2 separate regions of the Hordeum vulgare genome follow, and region 2 is linked to region 1. The links are chromatin contacts, called in public Hi-C maps. All regions are on one chromosome and are shown on one strand. Each heading gives the region's core, a stretch centred on a gene start, on an enhancer-like site or on the middle of the called end of the contact. The rest is flanking DNA. Distances are from core to core; before and after follow the strand shown.

Evidence for each region. Hi-C and Micro-C count contacts between places; a contact is called where the count stands out from the background.
Region 2: a contact with region 1 is called in a Hi-C map of leaf, with 6 times the contacts expected there. The contact joins the enhancer-like site here to the promoter of LOC123448849 in region 1. A contact is called at or near these places in 4 of 6 Hi-C or Micro-C datasets (leaf and seedling) and 1 of 1 datasets of contacts at active chromatin or transcription factors (embryo).

What each region holds. Positions count from the first base shown.
Region 1 is chr4H:436,855,228-436,861,418 of MorexV3_pseudomolecules_assembly, forward strand. It overlaps LOC123448849 (ABC transporter F family member 4-like), which reads right to left and starts at 2,198. Exons shown (of 4, transcript XM_045125873.1): 1 at 1,934-2,198; 2 at 144-1,837. The coding sequence starts at 1,835.
Region 2 is chr4H:437,137,287-437,143,494 of MorexV3_pseudomolecules_assembly, forward strand. No RefSeq gene overlaps it. Among protein-coding and RNA genes, the nearest start is that of LOC123448851, 45 kb to the right of the region's middle. Within about 2 kb of position 2,180, at least 2 of the 3 cell types and tissues checked have open chromatin away from gene starts, as enhancers often do. A contact at or near this core is called in leaf, where this site is marked.

The DNA.
Region 1 (6,191 bases), core at 948-3,447:
ATTAATCCTCAAACGCAGAATGACAATTAAGATGTTTACCAATCATGTGTTGAATTGCTCGCCCATAAAAAAATGAAATGAAATAGCAACTTAATTGTTACCAGATCTAAAATTATATAACAACTACAGCAAGGAGACTTTACCTGATCACGCTCTTCGACCTTAATTACAGATTTTTTCAGCTCCAAACCAAGACCCACTTTTGATGACTTGGTAATCGTGTTGAACCGCCTCTTACACAATGGACACCTTGACTCGACCTTAGACCACTCCATGATGCACGCGAAGCAAAAGTAGTGCGAGCAACAATTCAGCACTCCCTGCAGAGTCATCCTCTGATCCTCAGAGAGGCATATCCCACACCAGGGCTTCCCAGAATCTACTAGTTCTTTTTTCTCCTTTCCTTTGTCCCCTCCATTCCTTGTAAAACAAAGCCTCTTCGGTGACACAGACAGCATGGGCTGAGCCACCAGAGATTTAGCTTCTCCAGAGTCCCTGGCATCCTTATCTGAGACATGGAATTCAGAATCTGAGGATGATTGTGAGACGAGTAACCTCTTCTTCCTCCTGGTCTCTTCTATCCTGATATCACCCGATTCCTTGTCTGAGGCATGGAATTCAGACTCTGAGGATGACTGCAAGACGCATGTCCTTTTCTTCCTCTTAACCTCTTCTCTGACATCGCTCATTTCCTTATCTGATAAATGAAATTCAGAATCTGAGGATGACTGCAAGACGCGTACCCTTTTCTTCGTCTTAACCTCTTCTTCTCTGACATCACTCAATTCTTTATCCAAGACATGGAATTCAGAATCTGAGGATGACCCCGATAACCCCCTCTTTTTCCTCCCCTTTCTAACTGCAGCTCTCACTGGCTCACCCTCAGGTTCATCTTCGGATGTTCCAAACTCAAACTCTGATGAGTCTGAATCAATAGCCGGCCATATATCTGCCTCGGCAACTGGCACTGGCCAGTCTACCTCCACCTGCCTCCCAAACCTGGCCTTCTTCCTTGAATTACGGTTTACCTTGACCTGATCATCCTCCACGATGAAGTCGTCATCATCCTCGTAGTGCTCGATGACAGGACGCTTTCTCCGTCGCCTTGCAGGCGCAGGCTTCCGAACCTTCTGCTTTGAAACCTTACTAGTATTACTATTCTTCTTCTTCCCTCGTCGCTGCTTCGAAGCGGGGTTTCGGCGGACCGTATTCTTAAGCCTCGGTATCGTTCTGGTGTGGCTGACACCCAGTTCCTCCTCTTCCTCGTCCTCAAACTCATCATCGTCACCCTCCAAATCAGGGTCGAAATCCGTGTCCTCGTCCCCTTCCCCCTCGTCCAAGTCAGGATCAAAGTCCATGTCCTCCTCCTCCGCATGCCTCGGCCGATTAGATCGCTGAGCCACATGAGGCATTTCCGCTTTCTGGCCGCCGGCACCACATTTCGTCGCAAAGTTCGGCCGCCGTGGCTCCTCTTCCCCGTCGAGATCTTCCTCATCCTCCTCGAGCTCCTGCTCCTCGGAGTAATCGTCGTCGTCCTCATACCTGCGCCGGCGAGATCGCGCAGCAGCCGGATTCGCATTCCTCTTCACCGGCCGCTTTGGACGCGGCGTCTCTTCCTCCTCGTCCTCGTCATCCACCTCGTACTCCGCGTCCGAGCCGCCTCCCTCCTCGCCGGCACTAAAGGAGGCGGCGTCTCTTCCTCCGCGGCCGTACTCCAGCTCGTCGACCTCCTCATCATCATCCTCCTCCTCCAACACATACTCCTCGTCGCTGTCGTCTCCGTCGCCCCCCTCGAGCTTCCGCCGCCGGCGGCCCCCGCCCTCTCCCGTCCCCATACCTACACACACACACACCAAATCACCGAGAATCAGGACCAGATCGCCGGATCCCAACCCGAGACACAGCCGAAACCAGCCAGCAGCCGCCCAGTTACCAGTCGAGAGCCGAGACCGGGGCAAGCAGAGCAGAGCAGCAGCCTCGGCTGGCAAGGGAAGCCCCCTAACTTAACCCCGGATGGATTTGTGGATAATATTCTGCGCCGTGGATTTTGAATGAGTGCGTATAAATACGCCCGGGTCAAAGAAGGCGGCGGTGACGGGAACTGTCTCGGCTGATGAGCGGGGAGGGGAGCAGCTCGGAAACGGGGAATGGAAGGGGGGAACAGGGTGGAGGTTACGAGGGGAGGAGGGAGGGCGGAGGAAGCATCGCGTACGGTAGGGGGAGGTGGGGTGGGGTTAGGAACGCGCTGGCTGGCTTTTATCGCCGCGTAGGTGGGAGTGGGGCGGGGTGGTGGATTGGGTTTGGCCAGCTCCACCGGCACTTCGCTACTCGCTAGTGGTTGGACCGTTGGCGCTGGAGTTGGAGTGCCTTGCTTGCTTGGACTAGTCGCCCGCGTCGCGGCCGCGGAGGCATCGCCGCCGTTCACATGCTTATTTTCGCTTGCGCCGCTGGTAATCCAGCTGGCTGGACTGCTCGTTTGGTTTCGTTCGTATCAGGCCCAACTGGGCCTAGCCACATAGTGGTGCCGTGCCATGGGCGCCTGACGTGTCCGTGACTCGGCAGCAAAATTCGGTTCGGTGCTACCTGCCCTGCCCATCCACCATCATCATCGTCATCTCGTGGTGGCCTGGGGATCGGGCGGCTTTCCCCTGTTCTATTCCTTCCCAGTAGGCTGTGTTGCACGGCAAAGTTGACAAAAATGACCCCCCGGAACGAAAGAACTCACGGATTGACCCCGCGAGGAAAATAATTCACCGGCCTGATCCTTTTGTGTGGTGCCCGACACCTAGGCGGCACACTGTACTGTGTGACGCCTAGGTGTTCGGCGTCACACCCCCGACCACGTGGCAGGGAGGGGGTCACCCCGCAGGCAGTGTGATGCATAAGCCTCAGACGTCACACATTGTAATGTGTGGCGCCTAACGCTTCGGCGCCACACATGGACTTATACAGCCACAGCCCAGCCACCCTCCCCACCCCCTCCCCCAGTCTATTTCACATGTGTGACGCCTAAGCCTAAGGCGCCACAACTCACATGTGTGGCGCATATGCCTTATGCGCCACACATGTGAAAACCTGCTGAAATTATTGACATTTTGACAGCAATCATATTGAAAGCCAAGGAATCATCAAGTACAACAATTATTGACATCATCATCATAGCCAACAACTAAATGGTTCACAACAAGTGCAACAACAACTAAATGGTTCACAACTCGAATAAGTTCACAACAAAAGTAAATAGTTCAGCTCGACAAGTGCAACACCAACTTCAAATCACTTGGGGCCTCGTCCCCTCTTGGATGCTAGCTTCTTCCTTCTCGCAACCACAAATTGCTCCGGGTCATCCGACTCATCGTCATCCTCAACCTCATCGTTCATGCTTCTCATCCTTGACAAACGAGAACCCCCGGCCACCTGATTCTTTCCTTTCGCATAATCATCCGGTGAGTAGCGCTTAAATTCCTTCCTGTGCTTCAACATGTAAGCGGAGCGTTGGAAAGCCTTCAACGTCATGTCGTCCGCAGCCTAATACATATGAAGGTTGAAAGTTCAAATTTGAAGGTTGAAAGTGCAAATTATATGGCTATGTCATACCTGAGGAGTGTCAACATCATCCTCCTGAGTATTTCTTTGGGTATTAGCCGCTGAGGTAATGTCACCATCAACCATACGAGCGCCCGAAGAAGCTGAATCGTCAAGAGTATTTCTTTCGGATGAACCGGATCTGGAAGGTGAAACATATTCAGGGTCACGGCAACCTAAAATGTTGGATAAGCGCTGTAACTTCTTGCCCTGTTCCTGTTAGATTCAAATATAAATGACATATATTAGGTAACCTATAATGTTGCATTCGTGGGCAAAATAATAATAATGACACAACACCTTTATGAATAGACGAAGTGCAGATTCTCCCTTTTGTCCTCCAGGTGTGTTATCTAGAATATCTTCGGACTCATCTGCTTGTTTCTTGACCTCTTTGCGTTATGATCACAAGACAATGACAACAAATAAGTGCAAGTGAATAGGTCCACTAGAATTCATAATTTTCATAGGGGAGCACACTTACCACAAAGTTCAGGACAGGGGCGAAGGAAGTTTGGTACCCTTCGCGAATCAACTTGTTGTAACCGTCTTGGGCAAGTGCATCGTACTCAGTGGGTTCTTCCAGTATGTCCTCCTCGTAAGCCGACGGACAAATCTCGACACGAGTACTCTCCTGAAACCATCTTAGGTAGTTGCTGAATGTAAGAGCACAATGCTGACGGTACTGGGTTCGTTGTATGCTCGAAGTTGCCTGCACACTTTGCTCGAACATAACGACATAGCTATTATGATGCTTCTGCCAATCCTTGATTTTTCGCTGCCTCCTCTTATCCAACCTGCTTTGAACAAAACACATCAGTAGCTCGCTCAACACTAAGAACAAAACTAATCACTAATTATTTTTTGTTACCTGTGAAGCTGTGTGTCCGTGTCCACCCACTCCGACGGGTGTGGCTGAAAGTAACCAAATTGACGCATCACACGATGCGGGAGATGAAACTCAACCGCCCAATTGCATATTAGGGGACAACGCATTAGTCAAAGATGTCTTTCCTGCACGCATAGTGGATTCAGCTGAAACGTGTGTGCATCACCAAAGTTTGTCTTGACACCATATGGCACCCATTCAACCTACAACACAAGATGAATACCACAATTCATTTCACTCACAACATAGAAGCTGGAAGTCAACTCTGAAACCATCTTACCTGCTCGGGGGTAAGCGAATCCATCTCGTTGGTGTATTGCTTTTACAATAGGTTCACTTTGCTTGCCACCTCCGATACCAAGTCCCACTTGTAAGCCCATGTAGGTTGCCGTACAGGGTTGCCGTGGTCATCCCAGGTATTCCACTGTGAGCTTTTAGGGCTTCCAACAAGTAGGCGTTCCCAGCTCCATACTGAAAGTAGGAGCATACAACCACCAACTCCACCATCCTTTGTCGTCCTGCGACAAGCATCGTCCAACTACAAGTAACAACAAACATGCATCAGTTTAGCAGAAAAAGATAACAGAGAGTACCTAATACTAACAATTTATTACCTGCCGATACAAGTAAGCCAGTGCGGCCAAGCCCCAGCTGAACTTGTTGTCGAAAACAGTCAACGCCTTCAGCCACATCCATGGAGCATTCTTGCCTGTGCCGTCCGCAAAGATAGTCCTAGAGATGACGTACCACATGTAGACGCGAGCATACCTCTGGATCACCTCGTCATCTGCGTCCTCAGAACAATGAGCAAAGTTGGCGGCAATCCAAGTGAAAGTGGCGCCGGCAGGGACTCTATCTTTCTTCCCTCCATCTTCTACCTCCGGCTCCTGCGGCGACATACCAATAAGAGCCTCCATTTGTTGCCGCCATCCCTCAGAATCAGTGCTCATACATAGTGGCTTCCCCTCGATCGGAAGAGCGGTGATCATGGAAACATCTTGAAGAGTAACCGTCATCTCTCCGGTCCGGAGGTGAAAACTATGTGTCTCCGGCCTCCAACGATCAATGAGTGTTGTGACTGCCGCAGCGTTCAGATTGGGAGTTGACCGACTCACAAGCTGCACGAATGGAAGGAGTCCCGTCATCTCGATGTACGGGGTGTACCGCTCATCGTAATGCATTACAGAGGATGCCCCATGAGACCGGATCTTTAAGGGCGTAAGCTCCTGCAAACATATAGGAGAAGAAGATATCAAGTGCTTATTACATTTTAAAAAAAATACTAATCTAATAATCATTTTCTACTTACCATCTTCTTCTCCGACATGAAATAGGCCCGGTGTTCAACGTCATAAACATCATTCAAAAGCCACACCATCCTACAAATCACAAAAAATTACTCATATACTCATATTCAAATAAGACTCATATACTCATATGAACTACTACTACTACTACTAACTACTACTACTAACTATTCATATACTCAACAAAACCAAAACCTAATGCAATTCCTATACCTAATACTACTACTAACTACTAACTACTACTACTACTAACTACTAACTAGTCATATACTCAACCAAATCCTAACTCATATACTAACTAGTCAAATCCTAACTCATATCCTAACTAGTCAAAACCTAATACAATTCCTATACCTACTACTACTAACTACTACTAATACTAAGTACTACTACTAACTACTACTACTACT
Region 2 (6,208 bases), core at 930-3,429, 280 kb after region 1:
TGATCGTCTCGTCCATTGATTCTTACATGGAGCTATATATCCTCTGATTAAGTAGCCTGGGCTGGTCTTATTTGGATTAGATTTGCGTTAGCTAGGTCGTTAACTTAGCAATGCTCGATCTGTCGAGCCTATCAGCAGACCTTGAGTAACCTATCCAAGAACGCTTTCCACTGCGTTTTCATTTCAATTCCCCTCCTTTTGGGATATACATATACTCTAACAGCATTCCGCAGACCGAGAAAAAGGTGGCGAGCAGCGCCCGCAATGATTCCGTTAGACTATATAAATACCTATAGAAAGATGCTATTGGTATCAATATTACAGCACTGGCGCGTGATCATCAACGGATTCTTTTTTCATGAACGAAATAGAAAAGCTTTCAATAAACAAAGAGGAAAGGAGAAGCTTTGGAAGTCAATCATTTGCGCTTTCTGAGTAGATGAACTGAGCTAGATTTTTAGTCGCTTCCATTGGCAAAAACACATGCAGCTGCAATCCCAGACGCTCATTCCTTCATGAAACAGGGCATGCATGCAATCCCAAAGTCTCCATAGTATTTTCTTGCTCAAATGCTGAACGGCTGGGATCGCACATGTAAAGCTTTGGGGTCCCGGTAATTAAAGTATGCCAAAGCTTTGCATGCACAGGCAAGATCGTACTCCCTCCCTCCCAAAATAACTGTCTCAAGCTTAATACAATTTTGTACTAGAGCTAGTACAAAGTTAAGACACTTATTTTGAGACGGAGGGAGTAATTAATGTCTGCAAAAACCATTGGTAGCTGTTGATGTTCACGTATTCCTTTTTGATCGTTGCCTCGGGGAATTATGCGCCTGACACGTACTCGGGTACTGATTAACTGATACGACTTCCCTGAATTAGCAGTACGTAGTAACATCTTTGTGGGTGGCGGTGGCAGACTGACAACACATCGCTGCTGCATGCGTCTCCCGCCGGAGCCACTTTTGCTGTGCAACCGACTTGTCCGGCTTTGCATTTGGATAATCACATGCCAAGCTAGCTGCCACCATCACCTTCTCCTTTACGGTGCGAGACATGATTCCCCCAAAGATCAAGGCCCGCCTACCTGGCCGCCTCCTTGATTACAGCAGAGATCGAAATATATACTCCATGGCCCATGGGTCAGGAGCGCATATGTTTCTTTTGCGTGTTGCTTGAGCCCATCGTCATGTGCTTCTCATCAGAGGCAGCCAGCTCCACCGCACAGCAAAAGGAGCCAGAGCCAGCTTTGGACCATCTCTTCTCCCCCTTTTCCATTTTTCTCCTCTCTTTTGGCAAACGGAAATAATTGATTCGCAGATTCAAATTTAGGTGTCGGTCTCCACGCAATTTGCCAACAATGACCAATAAACAGCGGGCTTTTTAGGTGAATAAGCAACAAGCTTGGACACACCGGTTGTGTTCGTTTGTTCGTTTTACTAGGGATATATGTGTATGTGTGCCCCGATATTTGCAGCTACAAGATTCCACTAATGGACAGGACCATGCCTTTCCTTTAACCCAGACAGATCAGAGTATCCTATTTTGCTCCCCAAGTTGCCCTAGGGGAAAGGGGTGAAGAGTTCCTAAAGTGGTTAGCAGGTGCATCTACAGTGGAAAACACTGTTCTGGACTGTTGCTAAGCAAGCATGGGCCATTATTCAATTCATTCAGTTAAAAGCAGAGATTATGATTGCATTTTCCTTGAGTACAGGCAGGCAGGCCAATCTCTCCGGCTGCATGATTCCCCCTCTGCCCGACACTATGTTACGACTAGCCGCCTAAAGGAGACTGGGATTTGGACGCCTCCGGTGCAGCATTGTTAGCAAAAGAAACATGAAACCATAGCTCTGAAGTCGCGTTTCGTCAGGATTATTCGTCGGCTTGTAGCTTGTGTCCTTATTTTCTTCATTTCTTTTCTCAGTTCGACGTGAGAGCTGCAAGTGATCTCGCTTTCAGTAAAACACCTGCAAGTGATCCAACCGATCCGGTCCAGCCAAAGCGGTAGGCGTGAGCAACACGACGCATTGTTTTTCCTCCTGTCGAGCATTTTTCAAGCTTCATCATAAATCAGGCCGCTAGCTGCTTTCGATGTCAAGCAAGATATAGACGGCATGATCACGGGGAGCCACCGATCGCTCCCTCCTGACGTAACAACAAACTTCCCAATTGTTTCTGGGGGAGCGATCACTTCCCGTCCAAGCTTTGGTCCGCGCATCGCCACCGAGCTTTAGTAGGAAAAGGAAATGGAGGGTTTGGGGAGGGAATGGCTTTGCTTCCACTTAACTGTAAGGTGGGGGTTGTTGCTTACTTTCTTGGCACAACGCTTAGCACTTGAACCACCAACGGAGACCGACACTGCTATACGGGCCACACAAAGTTTGCCTCCGATGCAAGAGACGGCATGCAACGGCCGGGCGGTACGTGCTTGGGTTGGGGATCAGTACCTGACCTAGTACCACTAGTTAGTGTTATCACGTTCTATACCATCATATCCATACCAACTGAAGCTAAGCCTAAAAGAAGCTACTATCAAGTACTGTATTATTATCGATGCAGTGCTATAATCCAGTCTCTGATACTGTGGCCTAGAAATCGAGCATAGCAGATCGGCGAATCCATGGACGGGCCACCATGGGCGATCACTGTTGGACCACCGCTCGCTGAGGCGAATCCCGAGTGCGCGAGCATCATTCGAAGGAAGGGAATTATATGATGAAAACGAGCAGCCGATGTGCCGTGTGTTACTCTGGTTTTTCCTTGGAAGGTGTATACTTTAGTTGTCGAGTGTCACATTCATCAGCTATGTAACCTGCAGAGGCACGAGTATGATTCTAGCGTATGATTCATTGTTATCTGATAAAGGTTTGGCAAGGTGAAGGCACACTGCGTTTGATCTGTGCTATAGCTATTAGTGCCCATCCGTATTGCTTGCTCCGAAATGCTGCATGCAACAGTGCATTACAGTCTAAGCAAAGTAACTCATGAATATTAGGAGGTTCAGCTAACAACACTTCTACCCCGCAAAAAGAAGAAAACTTCTAAAAATATAGTTTTCTTTTCGACAAAGAGTGAATTTTATTAACTTAAAATGAGGCATCGAGTGGATACAAACACAATGAACAGGCATCCGGCCTTTACATAGTTAGGGTATACAAAACCTACACCTTCTGATTATGGATATCCGTCGTTAAAGAGGTCCGAAAACACTCTAATTTTTTAAGGAAAAAACCATCCCAGTAGAAGATCCGGTTTTTTTTTTTTTTTTTGCAAAAAGAGCCTTGGCTCAGTGGTTAAGCATGCGGTTGTGCGGCCCAACGACCCGAGTTCAATTTTTAGAATTGACAGGTAATGCACAGGGAGTTTTCTCCCATTTATTGAGGATCAAGTTTGACGTGTGGTGAAACCACTCATCAAAAAAATCTTGATATCCATTTAAAAAATTCCGAGGATCATGTTTATCTTGGTACTCATATTAAAATGGTTGTATGCATCCCTGGTGCAGAGGCCGGAAAGTGAAATTCTTCCCACTTTTAGACGTACGCCTGGGTCGCCTCCTGCTAGGGCGACTCAAGCGGAGATCCACCCCGCTCCCGGGCCGCTTCCACCCTGTTCTCCCCTCCATCGCCGCTGGATGAAGCCGTCGTGCGAAGCCCTGGCCGGCCGATGGCGGCGGCGGAGGATCACTTTCCTCCCGTGTCCGAATATGGTGAGGCGGGTCACCCATCGGCGCTGGGGCGCCTCGCCTTGATCTGTGTCGCAGCAGCACGGCGGCTCGCCTCCGACAATGGCTCAAGGCGGCAACGACGTGGTGGGCGGAGGCGACGAAGCTGCAAGGCGACGTGGAAGATCGGGTGGTGCAGGCTGTTGGGCGCGTCCGAGTGGTCACGGAGGCCATGGTGACTCTGGCCGGCGGCTCGGTGGTGGCTACGTTCGGCCTGGATCCCGGGGCGGCGGCCCTGGACGGTGGCGGCATGTTAAGCTCGGGCTGTCCGCGACGGCATGCCGTGGTGCAGTCCCCGTCCAAGGCGGATCTGCGTCGGCGATCTTGTGGTCTTACTACGGATTCGTTCGGATCAGAAACGGTGACGAGCGCGTGGGATCCATCTTAGCGGCTCTCGCGGTCAGGCGAGGTGGGGTGGGAGCCCTTCTCTCAGGCTTCAGTGGTGGCACACTCAGGCAGTGGCCGGTGCGCCAGGGCTCCTATGATGGCAGTGCTGTCGTGGATGGTCGTCGGATCTAGGCGGATAGATCTGGGGCTTTGAAGGTGGTCGGAACGGTGCACAGGTTGCCGGGTGGATTTTTTTGGGACGGATCCGGGTGAAAACCTTGTCTTCGGCCAGTGGCCCGAGCCGGTGATGGCAGCGCCCTTATCGTTGTTTCTTCATGAAGGCATCATCGAGGTGAAGCTCCCAACTCCACCCAATACCCCTGGGGGAAACCCTAGATCGGCAGATCAGATGACGACGGCACTCTTGTGTTGTTTCCTCCTTGGGGGCGTCTTTCTTGGAGGTGTACGCGGGCTCGAGGGACAAATGGACGACATCTTTGGTGGAGTGGTGCTTCATCCTACATATTCATGGTGATGGATCTCGGCAGCGTGGAACAGTGGAGGCTTAGCGTCCGATGTGTGGCGATGGACTCACGCAGGAGGAAGACGATGTCTGGCGTCGTGTTGACGTCGATGGCAGAGAGGCCTCGCAAGGTAGATGCATCAGTAACTGCTTTGAGGATGGATCGATGGAAGACGAAGGTGACGGCCCTTGCAGCGTGTACGTTGGTGCCCACTGGGGGTGCGTCGGACCGGTGTGTCATCCAATTCCGACGGGTGGCTGGGATGGGGCATCCGGCTTTAGATGTTAGGGTTAGGTGCGATGTTTCTTTGGTATTTGGCCCGGACATTCGGCACCCCTTCATCAATTGGATAGGTGTAGCGACATGTGTTGTCAACATGATGGCTTCAGGGCGTGTTGATGTTTTGCTTTGTAAAGGTCTTGATGAATAATTAATAAAATGGTTGAATGCATCGTCCAGATGCAGAGGCCGGGGGTGCATCCTCCTTTTTTTTTTAAAAAAAAAGAAGACCCGTTTTTACCAAACTACTCCCTCCGTTCTTAAATATAAATCTTATTAGAGATTTCATTGGAAAAATATATACGAAGCAAAATAAGTGAATTTATACTTTAAAATTTGTCTATATACATCCGTATGTAGATCCCTGGTGAAACCTTTAAAAAGACTTATATTTAGGAACGGAAAGAGTAATGAATAATCGCGTGATAAGAAAACAAAAGAGGATAGGGAAAAGAACAGATCGCGAAATTAATGACACCTTTGCCAGGATACTCTCTTTCGGCCTCGCATTAGCAGATTTGCTCCCACGCTTAAATTCATTTCTTGACAGCAACTTGGGACTCCATACTACACGCTCCGAGTTTCGGACGGGATGGACCCCATGATTTGCACCAAACGCCGGAAATTAATGAGAACAAAAAGGATGGAGACCGGCCTGTGCACTTTTGTGGCGTGGTGCCATGCTACCAAAACGATTCGTAGGAAACAACATCATGGTCGTAGGCTTGTACTACTAGCACGCTGTTTTATTTTCGGAAATGCAGAACACCGTGAGTTTGTGCGACTTTGAGAGGAGTCATGCACACATGTAATTCAGTTCAGGTTGATGAAACGGGTGAGCAGGTGGAGAAGGATCGTCTGACTCGCAAAACAGGGCTCGGATCTGCACCATATGCAGGCATGATTTGCTCAGACAAATTGCTTCGACATTGACCTCGAGATTAGACTCGGAGGCTCCAAGCGTCGCAACAGGGGAGAAGCGCCAGCGTAGCTTTCATGGGCCGGCGCCCACTTTGCATCTTGAATCATTTTTCCTCGTGGAGAGGCAGCGGCAGGCCGCCCGATGACGCGCCGCTCGGGCCCTCCTCTCGCTTTCGTTCCGCGCAAGCGCACCCGAGACGAACCGAGCCGAGCCAAGATGTAGTGAACAGCGGTGGCGCGAGGCTCCGGCGTACGAGCGGCCGTTTGAATTCTTGGGTTACCGTTGCCCGCTTCCGATGGCCGACGAGGGGAGGCAAAATTTCGTGTTTTATGCTCTTTTTTTTGTCAATTTTAAGCGGATCTGATCTTGGTTTGAAAAAATATCAACATTTGGCCCTTTTGCTACCGTCAAGCTGTTCGACGGTAGGGTTACG